Linked DNA regions of Oryctolagus cuniculus: region 1 is linked to region 2. The links are chromatin contacts, called in public Micro-C maps. All regions are on one chromosome and are shown on one strand. The core of a region is the stretch at or near the end of the contact, and the rest is flanking DNA. Distances in the headings are between cores, read along the strand shown. Region 1 holds the start of CPEB4 (cytoplasmic polyadenylation element binding protein 4). Region 2 holds the start of BOD1 (biorientation of chromosomes in cell division 1).

Region 1 (5,275 bases), core at 444-2,943, 240 kb before region 2:
TGACCCCAAGATCTCATCCTGAATGTTGTGGGTAGCGGGAGCAGGAAAGAGCCAGGCTGAGCCAGCACTGCTGCCGTTGGCAGCTGTGTTATTATTTATAAAAGCAGCAGGGCTGGGGGTGGCATTTTGGTGATGGTGTGGAGGCTGCAGATGTGGATGGAATCTGACTGGAAAAGCAGATTTATTCCCAGTATTGCTTTGCACTAGCACTCCAAACCCGTAATCCCCCATTTATTATTTTTAGGATCAGAATCTGCTCAGCCAAAAATGACAACCTGATGTCTCCTGTCTCTTTTTGCCCCCACCCCTCTATTCAAAATTTCAGTTGTTTGCTTGCTTGAAATCTGATGTATAGCTAGCTCAACAATTGCAGCTTATCACCCTAAGGAGTTCTGATTTGGAATTCTGGTCTCTGAAAGAAGAAAAAAATTCACAACTACAAAAAAAAAAATTTCTTAAAACATTGACATGAATCCAATTGGGCTTCTTTCTAGGAGGGAATAAAAATGGAGAGGGTAAAAATCAAGTCTTTGGTTAGTAAAATAGGCGCTTTCTTTTTCCAAAGGAAAATGTACATGAATGACAAAAACACAGCTTCTCAAGCATCTATGGATGTAGAAGAATAAGCATTGAGCAGAGTAAAAATATATATATATATATATAATTTAACAATCACATAAGGTCTTCCCCAGCAGTTTAGATTCACTCACATAAAAATTAGAATAGGGCTAAGGGGAGAATACGTTCTTTTCTTGGCAGCTTGGTTAAAAAAAATCAGGAATAATTTAAGAACATTATATATTATATATTTATATAGATAGATTATATTAGGTTATCTGGGGCTGGGAGGGGGGGTGAACTCCTGGTTGCGGGAGAGGAAGTCAGCATGGACTAATGGAAAGATGATCGCACGGAGCTCTCTGCTGTTCCTGGTCCTGCTTCTGCTCTTTCGCAGGGCGCAGCTGTGGCCTCTGGGGCTGCTCCTGAGGCTCCGGGTGCAGATCCTGCTGCGGTCGTCGTCCCTGGGCTCCCCCCGGCCTCCTCTCCCCCATGAAAGGGGCTGGAAACACCGGGCTCTCCCTCGGCGGGGGTGGGGAGGGAGCGTGATCGGGAGGGATTAGCGAGACGCGACGAGGGCGAGCTGGCGGCCTGGGGGTGCGGGGACCCAGCGGGCGACCTGGAAGGTCCTGCGGTTTCTGCCTCTTCCCCTCTCTGCGGCTCCGGGGTTTTTTTCCCTCATGGGACCCAGGGGCGGTTTGTTCAGTTCTCTCAGTTCGATTCTCCGCACGGGGGGGGAAAAAACAAAGAGGGAAAAAAAGTAAAAACCCACTACCGTAGTTACTCTAAAGGAGAAAGGCCTCCCCCCTTGGCTCTATCTCTCTTTTCTCCCGGATCTTTTTTTTTAAACTATAATTTGGAAGGCTTTTGTTTCTCCTCACGGTTGCTGGGCCGCCGCCGCCGCCGCCTCTTTACCCCGGTCCCGCAGTCCCCGCTGTCGTGGCTGCGGGCTCCGCCTGGCTCTTCTTTTTCTTTCCTTCTTCCTCCTCGTCCCCCTCTGCTGTGGCCGCTGCCACCGCCGCCGCCGCCGCCACCGCCTCCCGGTGCCCGGGTCCCGCAGCCGCGGCTGAGTCCTTCTCCTCAGGACCGAGCCGAGTGAAATGACAACCAGCTGGAAAGACCGAGAGACACTTCCGGTTCGAAGAGGGAGGGGTGGGGTAACGCGGATGCCCCGCCCACCCCTGCCTAAATACCAATCGTCTGCTAGAATTCCAAGGGGACCACGCCTCCAAAGCTCAGTGCCCCTCCCAGGAAGGTCGAAAAGTGAGCCCGAGAAACGCCCCTTCCGTCTGCGCCTCGCCCAGTGAGGCCCGGCGTCTGGAGTCCGATGCCCCCACCCAAAGCGAGCGCAGCTGGTCGCCATCTTTTGTGTGGGCAAAGGATTCCTTCGACGATTACTTTCGCCAATAGGGCTTTGCCGAAAGATCGAAGAGGGACGCGCTGAAGAGAATGGACTCTTCACACACTATGGCATGAGGTTAAGGTGTTAGGAATAAAAGTGGTAACCCGTGAAACCGCGGATGAACGGGAGGTCTGCCCTGAGTAAAGGTGGTGCCCCAAGCATCACGTGCTCTGGCCTGAGCTCCGCCCCAGAGGGATCTGGAAGGGGAGGCAGTGTTGCCAGCAGCTGTGCGGTGCCTAGAACTGCGTATGCCCTTGCCCAGAACGCAGACCTCATGAGGGACTCTCCTCCAGTCACTTTCCGTTTCCGCACCCGCACCCCCCTGTCCCCAGCCTGTCTTAGGTTCGCCTTTGATGCAGTCTCCCAGGCACAGAGATGTAGCGCTCGTGGGCGTCAGCGGCTCAGCTCCCACCCCCATCCACCGGGGAGACAATTTTATCCTAGGCCTCCGCGTGTGCAGCTCTCTTCTGTGGCTGCCCACCGCCGAGAGGATAATGGCCACGCTCCTTAGTCTGGCGTTCAAGGTTTTCCACCTTGTCCACAATGCATCTTACTGCCTCGTCTCCCTTCAGACATACAAGGGGAGTTCCAAAAAGTAATGCAAAAAAAAAAGGATTTGCTGCATATGAGATGTCTTCAAAAGGGTTATGGACAGTGCGTGATCTAAAAGAAAAAAAAAAAAAAAAAAAAAAAAACAAAAAGAACACTATGCTTGAACTGCAAAAAATGTTCTGCACCAAAATAAACTTGTCCTCTAAATCCATTTTTCCACGAACATGTTGAAATACCCTCAAACTGCCAGTGTGTTTTTCCGTGCCCTTCTCTTCAACATCCGATAAATTCTATAGTTTGAGAAATCAGTTCAAAAGCTACCAACTCTGTCTTCTGAATTCCTTCTTCTAAAAGTGTCTACGCCCGTATGTATCTTGCTTTTGCTTATCACACTATCTTGTCACAGTTGGGTGTTTCTCCCAGAGCAGTGTGCCACTCTGGACTCTTTGAGGAGTAAACGGGGATAGATAAGAGGCATCAGTGAATGAATCCTGACGCCATGAATGAACAAATGGGCAACCATGAGAACTTTCCCAGAGGACCATCCCCCATTGCCAAGCCTGAATTATTTAGTCCTTTGCACCATTTGGTTTGGCGCTCACATCTCTGTCATCATTTAGGTTCTTTGTTTGCGGCTCAAGGGTTCCACCTTGTTCGGCTTTGTGTTTTTCCACCACTGTGAGGACCATGGAAGCCTAGGGTAATGCCTCACTCTCAGCTCAGATTTTAAAGGTGTTGACTGTTTTACTTTAGCAAGAAATGGGGGAAAAATCAACATAGAGCTGAAAGTGACCGGAGCAAAACATCGGAAAAAGATAGGGGGAGTAACAAAAAATCTTATGAGCAAAGATGGCTTCCAGTTCACCCCGAGAGTCCCCTGCTAATGGTTCTGAATTCTCCTGCCTAAATCTCTCAATGCTGCAGCACTGCCATGGGCCCTTAATCATCATGAGCGCGAGCCTCCTCTCTGTAGCTCTGAGTTCTTGGGCACAAGGCTTGTGCCTTACTCTTGTTTGTTCTCCACGGCAGGACATGCCTTGAGCTGTAGCTGCTCCAGTTAGATGAAGTCATTTCCCCCAGGATGGTTTCTCTGACTGTCCCTCCTTGTAGCATCTCATAGATTCTTCTCTTTTAATTATTGCGGGCTACCGGTGGGTTGGTGTCTTGAAGGCAGAGACTGTGTCTGCTCTCTGTCCCTAGCGGCCCGCAGAGAGTCTGAGACAGAGCCAACTTGGGATGTGTTTATTGAATGAATGTATGAATGTGCCATTCCCAGTAGACAGTTGAAATTTTCTTGGAACTATCAGTTTTTCTCAGTGACTAAAATGGCAGCCACAGCTTAGTGGAAAAAGAACTACCTTTGGAACCAAGTAGCCCCAGGTTTGAATCCCGGTCCTGCTGCTTCCTAGTTGTATGGCCCCAGGCATTATCTTTGCAAGCCATGGGTTTCTTAGGGATGAAATGTGTGTGAGATTTCCTCCCTCTCTAGATTTGTGAATTGCAGGAGCTACAGGTAAGGGCTGACCTGCTAGGAGGAGTCCACAGTATTAGTTTCTTAACATACTAAGGGCAGAGAATTGCATCACACGCATCTTTTGCCTAGAAGCAGCTGTATGCACAAAGGAATCCAGGAACCTGTCTTGGTTTGTAGAAGGCACACCCAGAGCCGCCGTCTGGCGCTGCAGGGTCAGTCTGGTCTTTGAAGGCACCATCAACTGTGGGCAGTAGGTTTGGGCTGGGCTGAAATTAGGAGGATCGCTGGTTCCTGCTTGGGGACCAGGGACAGAGGAGAAGGAAGGGGAAAATCAATTCTCTTGGGTCAGTTGCCTACTTAGAAACCTAGGATACCCAACCCAGGGCTGCCCTCCTTGAAAACATTCTGGTTTCAGCAACTGTCCTGCGGTATCCATGACAACAATTTAGCAGCTCCATTTAGGCTCTCCAAAGGCATCTACGGCTGCAGATGAGTGCTGGCTTGAACACTGTGCTGGCAGAAGAGAGCCCTTCCCATGAAACGCATTCCCCGGGAAGCTTTCAGGCTGCAGGGAAAGCAAGCTCTACCCAAACATTGAGATGCTACCAGATTTTTTTAAAAATTAAAACTAAAAGGAAAACTCCCTTCCTGTCTAATGCAGCAAAGATGGACACTTCCTGGTGGAGATGTCTTAGGCTAGGGAATTCCCATACCCGGCTGGCTACTACCCAGTTCCCTCTGGGTTTTGAGGTCAACCACACCTCAAACGTGGAGCCTCCCAGGAAGCAGGATCTTAGTATCGCCTCCACTAGCCTTGGCAGTGACTATAAATCTCACCCCATAATCACACAGGATGAACTCAGCCTTAATGTCTTCTACCACTGCCCTCGACATGTACAGTGTCAGCCTTCTCCCAACAGTCTACACCCAAGCTCCCCAGAGCCTGTCTAATGACCTCAATGATCAGGGCCACCACCTGGGTGTACACTGTCAACTCCATAAGGTACCACGCACATGTGGCATGTGAATGCCACCTCCTGGAGTGGTCCAACACAGCTGCTGGCTTCACTTCATTTCTGTGAGACATGGACACAGTATACAAAAAAAATTTTTTTTTTTTTTTTGCAAAATCCACCTGGTATTACTGTCAAGTTCCTGAGTATATGCTCGTTGAATGTAGAAGTATTTGAAGCAGTTGATCCTATTAGAGTTAGTGGCCCAGGAGCTCTCTGTACTTGAATTAAAGGACACAGTGTCCTTGATGTTGGTTTTGGTTGGGGAGCTGTAGT
Region 2 (5,912 bases), core at 881-3,380:
ATGGGAATCCTCCTCCCCACCCTGGATGCAGTTCCCGGTCACACCAACCACAAGCAAAGAACCTGGCGCTCCGTCCAGCGGCAGCACACGCAAAAAGCCCATGCATTTGACTACTTTTTCATATCTCCCTTGGCAACCTATGGATCTCATTTCTCTCTTTTTTTCCCCCCCCAGTTTCTGCCGTTTCCCCTTCAAGGTTTGGATTTGGGCTTGTGAAGGCTCTGCCTTTTCACGTGTAACTCACTGGGCTTGGGCAACTTGTTACTGGCAAGTTTGAACATTGCGAAGCAACAACGATTTGTTAAAGGATGCCTCCAAATGAGATTGCTACCTACGCCTAAGTCAAAACAAGATTCTGCCCAGACAAGTCCAACTGCTCCGCGCTATTAATACAGCAATGGCGCCCCCTGATGACCATTGCTGTGTATTACATGTCTCTGCATGGGTGTTTTGGATGTAGTGGAGGACCTCTGTTCCAGGGTTTGGTTAAGTCAAAAGCCTGCCTTAGTATAAATTACCTCGGACCCCCATCCCCCAACCCCACCCCACCCACCCCACTTAGATGAGTTCCAGAGGAGCAAGGAATTAAGCTTTGAGCTGAAGACCAGCAATGAACAAGGCACGGCCCCTCGTCTAAAGCTCCCACTCTGGCAGAAGAGACACGCGGCCAGATTATAGCTTATTCCCTCTCAGTCAGAATAACTGCAAAAATGCCTCAGGCTCTGAGGACATAAATCAGGGAGCAAGATCTGATTAGGTCTGGGGTCAAGAAAGCTTCCTTGTAGGACAGGGTAAAGCGTAGCATGTCAGAAACGACAAGCAGCTGGTCATGTTGGAGAAGTTTGGAGGAGAATGAGTGTGGGGCAAGGCAGCCTGAACCGGGTTTCTCCTGGGCTAGAGATGAATGGTCAGGGTGCAGACGGCTAACAAAGACCTTGGGTCATTTCAAAGCCGGGCAGCCATAGAGAGAAACTGGCCTTAACTCAACCATTAAGTGTCACTGCGTCACAAAAGCAGCGGCATGACCCAACACCAGAACATCTATGTGGAGGGTCATGTTCCACGTTCTTGGGTAGTAAGTGTTGGAGTGGGGATCTTGGCTCTCTCGCTTGGGCTATGTCTTCGCAGGAGCCAGAAATACTGCAGAATTTAGGATGTGCCTCCCCTCCATTGCTTAGGTCAGATGACAAATAACAATAGCAGGTGTAATTGCAGGAGCAGGGAGCAGGATTGGAGTTAATAATGGGCACAAGGCTAAAGGGAAGGGAGGAGAGTGGTGGCAGCTTCCCATAGTGAACCGTGGCTGATTAAAAAAATCAATACACAAAGCCTTAGCTATGGCGCAATGCCCGCTACCTCTCAGGATGCGGTATACCTTAGGTGAAATACACAGGACTTGGATTCGGGAAACCTGGATTGAAATCCTGCTCTTGCACTGGCTGGGTAACGAGCAGTCCTGTGCCTCCTTTTGTTTCTGCAGCTGTAAAAAAAAGGCGGAAATAGGAGGGCCTGTTATTTGATGGCCGAGTCGGCTATGGTTATCGACAATATTTAATATTTGTGAGGAAATTCACACATATGTAAGAAAATGAAGGGAGGCTTTTTTCTTTACATTTCTGTTATTTTACTACTTTCTAAAACCGGCGAGCACCGAAATTGAAATCAGAAAGGGAAAAAAAACACCCTACATTTTTAAAAATATTGTTATTAGGACTAACCAGCTGTTCTCCGCCCCCCCTTCACACTGTTCAAGGCGGACGTAGCAGCGCGTGATTCCAAAGCCCCGACCCAGAAGTGCTGAATCAAAGCCTTTAAGGGATAAACCTGTAACCCACACTTTTAATCAGCTCTACAGCTGATTCCTATAATCAGGCACTGTTGATAAGCTCTGATTTAGCTGGAAGGCTGCCAAGACCGGGCGGGGAAGGCCAGTCAGGTGGCCGCAATGCTGACGACCTGAGCCTACAATTCCCACATGGCCCCGCGAACTCGCGACTGCAGCCAGGAGCCTGCCGGGAGTTGTAGTTCTCCTCGACAAACTTTCTGCCTATAAGAATGGCGGGGATGGCTGCAGAAAACCACCTGCCCCACAATGCAAAGGGAAAGGGTGACGCCATCGGGAGCGCGCCGGGACCGCCGCGGGCGGTTTCTGCAGCCTCCACCTCCGTCTCCGCAGCTTCGGAACCTGCCTGCTCTGCCGTTGCCCTTGCCACCGCCACCGCCACCGCCACCGCCACCGCCACCGCTATTACCACCTCCGCCGCTGCCTCCTTGGCGCCGCCCTCCTCCGCGTCTGCCTCCAACTCCACTCACTTCACGCCCTCTGTCGCGTGTTTGGCATCCTCCGCGGGCCTTGGGCGCAGGCATGGCGGACAGCGGCGGCGGCGGGGGAACGGGCGCTGTGGGCGGCGGCGGAGCAGGCCAGGCCTCTACCGGGGCCGCGACGGGTGCGTCGGGGGCCGGCGGGAGCGGCGGCCCCATCAACCCGGCCTCGTTGCCTCCCGGGGACCCGCAGCTCATCGCCCTCATTGTGGAGCAGCTCAAGAGCCGAGGTCTGTTTGACAGCTTCCGCCGGGACTGCCTGGCCGACGTGGACACCAAGGTAGCTGAAGCCGCCCGGGCCGCGGGGAGTGGGGGCTGGGCGTGAGGCCGTGGAGGTTGCAGCTTGGATTGTCCAGAAGCAAGAGCAAAACAAAAGAGAGCTTTAAAAATCTCAGCAGTGAGCTGCCGCGCCACTTGGGGCAGTGCAGAGGTCTCTCTGTGCTGCACACGTGGGGTCGGCTCGCAGCCGGGCGCTTGCCAGCCGTGATTTGTTTTAGAGCAGTCGTTTCTCTGAACCTGGGGGTTCAGTACAGACTTTGGAACCTACACCCTGGTTTCCCCAAGACGGAGCAGCTTTAGGGCCCTCAAGAACAAACCAAAGCCAGGAAGCTGTGCCAGAATACTTAGGCTGCCTCCCCAGTCTCTGCTCAGGGGGCTTGAGTGCGCTGTCATGGCCCTTGTCGCCAGCTCAGTGACGTGTAGGCTTTAGTGCGCAGGTGAATTAAGGTTCGCTGTTAATGGAAACAGCACCCTTATCTGCTGCTACATCATGGAATGAAGTTAAAGATGGGTGCCTGTTGTAGATCCTAGTGCCAGCGGCCGGTCGCCCAGGAAGATGCCACCACACTTCTACGTGGATTCAATGAAGTATTGTGGTGTCGTACAGTCCTTGAAGGAGTGTTCGTCGTCTCCCTTTTCAGTTTCTCCCGCTGGCGCCGCGGCTCACTAGGCTAATCCTCCGCCTTGCGGCGCCGGCACCCCGGGGTTCTAGTCCCGGTCGGGGCGCCGGATTCTGTCCCGGTTGCCCCTCCTCCAGGCCAGCTCTCTGCTGTGGCCCGGGCTTCTGGAAAGCACAATTTCTCCTCTGAGCTTGCCTACCTCACAGCAACATTGTGAGCTTAATGGATGTTTAAAGATAGGGAAAGACCTGACGAGTATTGTCCTCTAGTGCATTAGGCTCTGAGGATGCGGGACAGGTGAGTCCCTGCGGGAAAGCAGACCCTGAGCCAGCAGGCCAGTATCTAGTCAGGGTCCTGTTGGCCTCCTCCCAGGCAAAAACCCCCAACAGGAGTGGGAGCAGTGCAACACGATGTCTAAGGGTCTCATACACTAACAGAGCGTCCACCTGTCTCTGGACTCCTGAGTTCTCCTCTGTTCTCCACTCATGTTCTGATCCATGAGGTTCTGAGGGGCGGAGTGTGTGCACGTGATGGTAGAGCCTGGGGAATCCGGTTCTCGGAGCCTTCCGCTTGCCCCCCCCCCCCAAGCTGTTGCTTTTGCTAGTTACCCTAGCTAGTTACCCTAGTTACCTTTTGCTAATGCTTTTCCTTCTGAAGGTAGTCTGTTTGCAGGCCGAGCTTAGCTGAGACCTTGGCCAGCGTCAGGCCAGTGGTTCTTAACGTGTGTTCCTTGGATCGGCAGCGTCGGCATCACCTGGGAACTCGTTAGGCCAATTCTAGAGTCCTCAGGGGAAAGAAGAGAGAACAGGTCGCTTATTTGCTTTGCAGTGCGTCCAAAGCAAGCTGATTGAGTAGAGGGAAGGATACACAGGACAGTAAAGTAGTTCCTTGGACTTCTGGAACAGACAGGATTATTCTGTATTGTCCAGTGGTGATGTTCACTGCCCTTTGCCCTTTCTCAGCAAATAATTCGGTTCAAACCCATTGAGTTATTTTTAGAAGTAGAAGGTGTGGTACCAGGATGAGTCTAGTGCTAACTCCTCAGCAAAGGGCCGTTTCTGATGTCTCCTGAAGCCCCAGGGAGGAGTGCATGATGGGACTGCTGTGGTTAAGGGCTGCGTTGGCACTGCCGCTGGCTGCCGCCGGCTGAGTCTCAGGCCTGTTCTCTGCGCCTCTTTGACTGCAGGGTGGAGTCGTCCGTCTGCTCGCCACTGCCTCATGGCTGCCTTTTACGGCTTTTACTTCTAGAAAGGGACCCTCAGCGCTGATTCAAAAACACCTCAGGGCAGGTCTGCCTTGTGTTAGCTTGGCTCCGGCGTCCACCCCTGTGGCCAGGAGAACATGGCACCTACTGCCCAACCTTGTGAGATGGAGAACACAGCAGGAAAAAGAGTTGCCAGGCAGATAGTAGGTGGAAATCTGAACTTTACTCTTCACCCATCTTCTTTTTTTTTTTTTTTTTTTTTTTTTGACAGGCAGAGTGGACAGTGAGAGAGAGAGACAGAGAGAAAGGTCTTCCTTTGCCGTTGGTTCACCCTCCAATGGCCGCCGCGCCCGGCGCACCGCGCTGATCCGATGGCAGAAGCCAGGAGCCAGGTGCTTATCCTGGTCTCCCATGGGGTGCAGGGCCCAAGCACCTGGGCCATCCTCCACTGCACTCCCTGGCCACAGCAGAGGGCTGGCCTGGAAGAGGGGCAACCGGGACAGAATCCGGTGCCCGACCGGGACTAGAACCCGGTGTGCCGGCGCCGCTAGGCGGAGGATTAGCCTAGTGAGCCGCGGCGCCGGCCTCACCCATCTTCTTGCCTTCCTCTCTCCAGATGTAGTGGAGAGAGAGAGAAAGAGCGAGTGCGCACTCTCTCGGCCTTTCGGAAGAGTCCACTCAGAGTCAAGGCCTGCTGGTTCCTTTGTCGGTCTCATGTTCCCGTTAGCAAACTCTGCCACAGTAATGCAGACAGGCTCTTAACAGCAAGCATTTGCTCTCACGCTGACAGGGCGGCGGGTCAGCCAAAGTTCAGCTCATCTAGATGGGCTTCAGCTGGGGGGCCCAGCTGCCTGCTCTAGGTTCCCCGGGCCTGGGTCCAGGCTGTCGGTGGGGTTAGGCCTGCTGTGCACATGTGCCCATCCTGGGCCTCCAGCCCATAGGGACAGGACCTCCTGCCAGCACCCTCTGCTTGAGGGTCACTGGTGCACAAGAGCCAAGCCAGATAACACAGCTGGCCAGAGTAGGTCACGTCTTAAACCAGCATGGCGGCGGTGGGGGGAGCGAGGAGGGGCGTGCTATGTGGCAGGCCACCTCCGACAGCTGTTCTGGGGAGGAGCAAGGAATAGTGCCAGGGGGCCCTGGAGCTCAGTGTGTGCATTCCTTGTGTTTACCCGGTCAGTTTCTAATCTTGGTCTCCTTATCCTGCATGGATCTAGAACACTTGAGACCGGCCAGGACCTCCTGAGCTCTTTGGAGCTTACATGTTGCTTCACCACAGTCTTTCACGGTGGCCCACGTGCTTGGACTTCAGCAAGTTACTTAATTTCTCAGCCTAGAATTCTAATCTCACTCTGGTGGGTAGCAGGAGCTACCCCGTGCCTTCCGTCGTAGAGTTACTTGAAAAGTAAAGGGGATACTATGAGGGTACTTCTGAAAGGTCATGGAAAAATGAAGCCAAAAGGTAAGTTTGTTTTGGTACCCCCTGA

The links. Hi-C and Micro-C count contacts between places; a contact is called where the count stands out from the background.
Region 1: a contact with region 2 is called in a Micro-C map of ear pinna, with 5 times the contacts expected there. The contact joins the promoter of CPEB4 here to the promoter of BOD1 in region 2. A contact is called at or near these places in 4 of 6 Hi-C or Micro-C datasets (ear pinna, liver, psoas muscle and 1 more).

The regions. Positions count from the first base shown.
Region 1 is chr6:60,320,348-60,325,622 of mOryCun1.1, reverse strand. It overlaps CPEB4 (cytoplasmic polyadenylation element binding protein 4), which reads right to left and starts at 1,693. Exons shown (of 8, transcript XM_008255399.4): 1 at 1-1,693. The coding sequence starts at 231.
Region 2 is chr6:60,083,230-60,089,141 of mOryCun1.1, reverse strand. BOD1 (biorientation of chromosomes in cell division 1) reads left to right here and starts at 2,130. Exons shown (of 7, transcript XR_011389903.1): 1 at 2,130-2,602. It overlaps LOC127490555 (a long non-coding RNA gene), which reads right to left and starts at 2,055. Exons shown (of 3, transcript XR_007918564.2): 1 at 1,719-2,055; 2 at 1,376-1,480.